Regions from separate parts of the Mus musculus genome. Here region 2 is linked to region 1. A link is a contact called in public HiChIP or PLAC-seq data. All regions are on one chromosome and are shown on one strand. The core of a region is the stretch at or near the end of the contact, and the rest is flanking DNA. Distances in the headings are between cores, read along the strand shown.

Region 1 (3,280 bases), core at 275-2,774:
TGTGTGTGTGAGAGAGAGAGAGAGAGAGAGAGAATGGGAAAGACCATCTGAATGCTTTTCCCTCTTAATTGTTACAGATACAAGGAGGATTTTCCAGGTTTGGAGAGGTAGAAACACAGCAAGCCGAAAGCATAGGGAAGAAGAATTCTACAGTAGGCCGAAAGCATAAGGCTCTATGCTCTCAGGAATAGGTACAAGCTTAGAAAGCCCAGCAGGAATGGTGGTGCAAATTCCAGCTCTGAGGAGGGAAGCAAGTCAGAGCCACGAAGAAATTGTAAATGAATTGTGTTATGTGGAGGAGGAGCTCAGACCATGCCATCATCCCATCTGCTGGCGTTACCTAAATCTTTGTTTGCTTGTTTTGTTTTTTGAGACAGGGTTTCTCTGTGTAGCCCTGGCTATCCCTGGAACTCACTCTGTACACCAGGCTGTCCTTGAACTCAGAAGTCCGCCTGCCTCTAACTCCCATGCTCCACCACTGCCCGTACCTAAATCTTTTTAGATAGTAGAAATTGAACCAGAAGATGGTAGTTTATGTCTTTAATCCCAGCACTGGGGAGGCAGAGGCAGGAGGATCTCATGTGAGTTCGAGGCCAGCCTCATCTACAGAGATAGTTTCAGAACAGCCAGGGTCACACACACACACACACACACACACACACACACACACACACACACACAAAAACTGTCTCCTGTCTCAAGCTTAAGAAAGAGGAAAGAGGAGGAAGGAGGACGAAGGGAGAGGCAGAGGAGGAAGAAGGAGAAGGAAGAGCAAAATAAAAACAGGTTAATATCCAGCCACTTAGATTGTCTTCTAAGTCTCAAAATAAACGAATGTGTCTGGAAGTTGAGGGGCACCCCAACCTCTACAGTTCCAGGGTTAGGAAACCACAGGGCCAGCGGAAGTTTCTCAGAGTTCTCCACTGATTGAGTGGTAGGTCAGTGGAGAAGGAAAGGCATTTCAGAATGTCTTTCCCATTTTCACACGCACACACACACACACACACACACACACACACACACACACACACACACAGGTTATGAATATGTAGAACGCCCGGGTTCTGTCTTACAGAGATTCCGATGTCTTTTAGGTAAACTATTGAAAAAACTGTTTCCTGTTTCTCTTCCCTCCTTCCATCCCCTGCGTTCTAGGAATTGAACTCCCATCATCAGACTTGATGGCTGATGCCTTTACAGACTGAGCTATCTTGATGGCATTTGGGGGGTGGGGAAGAGTGGCACGTGAATGGAGAGGTCAAAGGGCAACCTGTCGGTTCCCAGGCTTCACCCACTGGGCCATTTAAGGGGCTCTTGTGTTTCTTTTTTAATGTTAATCTTTCATTCCCATTTTAGCCTGAGCAGACCCCCAGGAGCGGCTTAATAAAAGGGAGATTAGCTCCTGCGGGAAGAATGCTGGCATTGACAAAACCTTGGCTTTCTGTTGCTTGTTACTATGTCTCAGGTAGAGGAGAGGATAATGGGCTGGCTGCGTTTCTAAAGAGAGCCTGGCCAAAGCCACTTTCTCTAACAAACTCTGTAGCCCTCAGGGGCTCCACCCTGCCTGACATACTCCATGCACGAACCTGGCTCTCTCTGTTGCCTGCTGGATCTTGCCTGCAAGGATGACAAATTATCCATTTGTGAAGCTCAGCCTTGCAGACAGGCTGAACGGGAGAGCTTTCAGCTGGAGGGACTGCTCTGGGATGGTGCATGGTAGCCCACACCCACAGTCCCATGCTTCAGAAGGAGGAAAAGGAAAGCTAAGAGTTGGCCTAGCCCAGAGGAGAGACTATGTGGACCCACAAGCACACATACATACATACACACACACACACACACACACACACACACACACACACACTTGGGGGTGGGGAATAGCTTTCCAGAATCGGCTGGCAGGACTTTTGGGTTACACCTTGGCTCTAAAACTCCAAATACCCCTCACTTCCCAGCAGCCATCTAACACAGACAAAGACTTATTAACTGGACATGGGCTCCGTTGTAATCATAAAAAGAGAAAGAAATATAAGAATATGTTCTATGGGAGTCGGGGGGTATGGGGGAAAGGAGTGCCTCACTGGCCCATGACAAGGCATCCTTTCCCCTGAGGGACCAGCCACAAGATGATACAGTATAGAATAGTTTATTCAGGGCATGGGGAGGGGACATAAGAGGGTAGTAGAGGCAGAGAAAGGCAGAGAGAAGGAGAGAGTAGAGAAGTAGAGGCCGGCCATGACCAGGTGGAGAGAGGGGGAAGGGAATGATGAGAGGGGGAGCAAGGGGGGCAAGAGGCAAGAAAGCAAGAGTAAGAGAGAGAGAAGAGGCAAGCAACCCCTTTTATAGTAGACCAGGCCTACCTGGATGTTGCCAGGTAACTGAGGGAGTGGAGTCCAGACAGAATACCAAGGGACTCAGAGCCATGGAGAAAACAGATAACTTGCTTGTCCCAATGTGTATTTCATTTAAAACATGTATGTAAGCGTGTCTGTGCCACATGTGTGCAGGCACCTACAAGATCCAGAAGAGGACATCAGATCCACTAGAGACTGGTGTTCCAGGTATCATTCTGTGCTTGACATGGGTGCTAGGATCCAAAATCCAGCCCTCCAAGAGAGCACTGAGGGCTTTTAAAACCTCAGGGCCACCTCATCAGCTCCTCACTTACACGTTTAGATATAAAAAAAGATGGCTCACTCGTCTAATCCTAGAGCCCAGGAAACTAAATCAGAAGCTTCGTCCCAAGTTTCAGGCCAATCTGGGCTACAGTGTGAGCTCCTGTCTCAAGCAGATACAATTTACAAGCAAAAGCAGGCAATGGCAGGTCCCTCCGTCCCCAGCATTCAGGAGGGACACAGAGGGCTTTATTAGCCCGCAACCCAGAGCAGGCTCTTCCCTTGGCACTGAAGCACAGGAGTAGAACATTTAAAAGGCGGAAGCCACAATGGGATTGTTGTTAGCTGGGTGTTAGGGGAACCTAGTGACATTTGGCTATGCATTCAGTAGATCTTTCAGTTATGCATTCAAGCCATGGTCGGGCACAGCAAGTCCAGCATGTATCGCCAAGGCAGACCTGACTGTTCAGGGACTAGGGGCTAAAAAAACACCTGAATAGGGCTGGAGAGATGGCCCAGCGGTTAAGAGCACTGACTGCTCTTCCGAAGGTCCTGAAGGTCCTGAGTTCAAATCCCAGCAACCACATGGTGGCTCACAACCATCCTTAATGAGATCTGACGCTGCCCTCTTCTGGTGTGTCTGAAGACAGCTACAGTGTACTTAC
Region 2 (3,280 bases), core at 229-2,728, 2.5 Mb after region 1:
AACCTGTAAGCCAGCCCCAATTAGATGTACTTATAAGAGTTGCCTTGGTCATAGTGTCTGTTCACAGCAGAAAAACCTTAACTAAAATCATCATCATCATCTGAGAATAATTGTGGCAGAACCCTCACATCAAAGGTAGAATTTGAAGGACAGAAATGCAGGGTGCAGGTATACAATATACCCCAGCGCTTCAGCACTCAGGGGGCTGAGGCAGGGGCATGTTGAGGTCCAGGTTCTTAAAAAGAGGACAGAATTTGAGCTAGACATTTTGAAAATATTGTATTTACTTGTCTGTATGTGTACTTGCATGAGTGTATGTGCACCATGTGTGTACATGTGCCCAGAGGGGCCAGAGGGGTCTGGATCGCCTGCACCTGAAGTTATAGGCACTTGTGAGCCATCCGTTGTTTCTGTTGGGAGACAGAGAGCAGTGCATGCCCTTAACCATTGAATTATCCCTCCAGCCTCTCAGCTGGACATTTTTGATATAATCAAAATCTGAACAAGGAAAATTCAGTTTAAATATAATCTAGAGTAAAATGGCCTAGACTAGAAACAACAAAGTTAATTTGGGCAGAATTGGGATTTGTGCAGAAAGTTGGTGACTTGGAAGGAAGAAAAGTAATGTCCGGAAAAATAACAGGACAGGCAGAACTGAGCGGGGGTGGTGGTGATTCAAGACAGAATCTAAGAAGGCAGTGGGGGTAGGGGACCTCTAGTAAGGTCGCAGTGTTTTACAGTGACCATCATGTGAGCTTTCAGGATAAACTGGAAACTGAAAACAAAAAGCAAAGTTAGTGCAAACACAACTGGGAAGGCTGAGAAGAAATCGTGGAGCTATCTTGTCCTCCGTGAAAATCAAACGGAGTTAAGCAGCGGCGGAGTGGTAAGAACGAGACAGTCGGAAAGCCAAGATGACTAGCCCAAGGCTGGCAACGTGGTTCAGTGGGCAGAGCGCTTGCTCTGGGATTGGTCCCTGGTGCCACGTAAACTGGACGCGGTGGTGCGCACCAGTAATCGCCACCCTCAGGAGGTACTGGCAGGAGGATCAGGAGTTCAAGGTAATCCTGTCTACACAGGAATCTCAAGGCCAAACTGAGCTACAGGAGGTCCTACTGACCCGCAGAAAGACACCAGAGCAAGGAGGCCTGCTTTGAACGCTTTGAACACATTGGGTTCCCTGAAGTTATCCAACCCTTCTGACTTGTCCTGACCACTTCAACACGTAGAAGGTGAAGCTCACGTGATGATGCTTCTGTGGGCTGGTTTGTCAGTTGCACAGCCTCCTGTCCCTTTGTTTTGCTGCCTGATGCTGAAGGTGTCTTCAAGTAGAACTTGCTTTCATTGTTGACCCAGAATCTGGACAGAGTCACTCCTTGCCTATGGGAAAACTCTGCTCATCCAAGTCCACTATGACCACATAGCCTCTGGGCTCAGCGCAATATGGGAGACTCCCTTCTCTGGCAGAGTTGCTCCTTCTCAGACCTCCTCGTGGTTCTAAGCCTCCATACTTCCCTCTGCCCGAGCAATGTCCCTTAGCCTCAACTAGTTTATAAGTGAAAAGGTCAGCTTAGGAACTTTGGGAAGGTCATGAAACCCTTGCCCCTCCGGAAGGGAGAGGCTAATTAACATTTCTCAGACCGCGAGGCGGGAACGACCTGCGGGTGGGGAACACGTTCCGCAGGACCGACTGTTGCCCACCTTCAGACAAGGGAAGTCCTTGTCGCCTCATTCCCTAAAGACCAATCAGTTTAAAGAGTGCACTGTTCCGCCAATTATTGTGCTTAGTTGCCAATGCTCTAGTCTGCCCCTGGAAACTACATAAAAACTTACATATGAAAACCCCAGTGCCTGGGAACCATAAGTTCCTCTTGCTTTTTGCATCAATTCCGGCTCCTCGTGGTTCACTCAGGAGTTTCCCCGGTAAGCTATCAGGATCAATTTCCTTTCTCCTGACAAAACCTTTTCAGTCAGCACCTGAGATTCCAGAAATGCTTCCCCACGCTAATGAGGTACGCCAGGTACCCTTAGCCCCCAGCCAATGCTCTTTGCCCATCCAGGATGTTCCTGCCCTCTGTCCCCCAAAACTTTATAAGCCTTCAATCACCTATTAAGGCAGATAACCGAATTGCTGATGATCCACGAGAGCAGGGAGACCCACCGGTGCCTTGCAAGGTTACCTTCTCCAACCATGGGGCCTAAAAGGGTATCCAATAGAGTTCTTCCTTTGCAATTTATTCAGGGTCTAGACTAAAACAAAATGACAGAAACACCTCATCACCCCCTCAGTTCTTGTTATGATACGTTTTAGATTTATTCTTATGTGTATGTTTTGCCTGCATGTATGTATGTATGTATGTATGTGCATCGTGTGTGTGTGTGTGTGTGTGTGTGTGTGTGTGTGTGCAATGCCCACAGAGGCCAGAGACCATCAGCTCCCCTGGAACTGTAGTTATAGGTACTTGTGAGCCACCACTTGGAGATTGGAAACAAAACCCAGGTGTTCCGCAACAAGAGTAGAATGCACTTTTCTTTGATATTTAAAACAGTTTAGGTGAACCTGACCTTGAGCTCCTGGTTTTTGTTTTGGTTTTTTTTTCCTTCCAAGTCCTAGGGCTACAGGTGTACACCATAATAATTATTTTTAATGTGTTGGTTGTTTTTCGCAGAGATGGGGATTAAAACCAAACCCTGACAGGCTGGGTAGGTGCTCTGTCTACGCTGTCCCGAGATGGCTTGCATTTTCTCTCTCCCTCTTCTTCCTTCCTTCCATTTCTGATTAGCATGCAAAAAAAAATGGGTTTTACTGTGATATTTTCATACACACACACACACACACCTACATGCATCTCAGTCACTATACTTCATCTTCTTTGCCTTCTCCCCAGCCCTTTACCCAGATCCCATCCCCCCACTTTCATGGTGCTCTCTCTTCCTCCAAATAGTTTCCTGTCACATCCATCCAGCACTCTACCTATTCTCTCCCACACCACTCTTTAAACCTCCTCCTCGTTCATATTCCCCTCAATATCTTCACATATGTATAATTTTAAATATTCCACATATGAGAAAAATAGGCAACATTCGTCTGGCTGGCTTTTACTTTTTCTTTTGGCATCGCTGTGGATGAAGCCCAGGTCCTTGCACGAGCTGGACGAACCCTCCCCTACTGAGCATTACTACATTACTGTCCTGAGCGCTTCTCACCGCAGAAACGCAATGCAACCAAGGACTTACCACAGCACTCTCGCCACCCTGCCCAGGGCCTAGTCGGCCCAAG

What was found. HiChIP or PLAC-seq counts read pairs in DNA pulled down with a chosen protein or histone mark.
Region 2: an H3K27ac HiChIP or PLAC-seq map of embryonic stem cells shows a contact between it and region 1, with 7 times the contacts expected there. The contact joins two enhancer-like sites. A contact is called at or near these places in 1 of 39 promoter capture datasets (pre-B cells) and 4 of 115 datasets of contacts at active chromatin or transcription factors (all in embryonic stem cells).

What each region holds. Positions count from the first base shown.
Region 1 is chr6:140,602,142-140,605,421 of GRCm38.p6, forward strand. No RefSeq gene overlaps it. Among named protein-coding and RNA genes, the nearest start is that of Aebp2, 20 kb to the right of the region's middle. Within about 2 kb of position 1,525, at least 21 of the 459 cell types and tissues checked have an H3K27ac peak or open chromatin away from gene starts, as enhancers often do. A contact at or near this core is called in embryonic stem cells, where this site is marked.
Region 2 is chr6:143,106,588-143,109,867 of GRCm38.p6, forward strand. Gm31108 (predicted gene, 31108) reads right to left here. Exons shown (of 9, transcript NR_153819.1): 8 at 3,238-3,280; 9 at 2,627-2,775. Among named protein-coding and RNA genes, the nearest start is that of C2cd5, 8.1 kb to the left of the region's middle. Within about 2 kb of position 1,479, at least 26 of the 459 cell types and tissues checked have an H3K27ac peak or open chromatin away from gene starts, as enhancers often do. A contact at or near this core is called in embryonic stem cells, where this site is marked.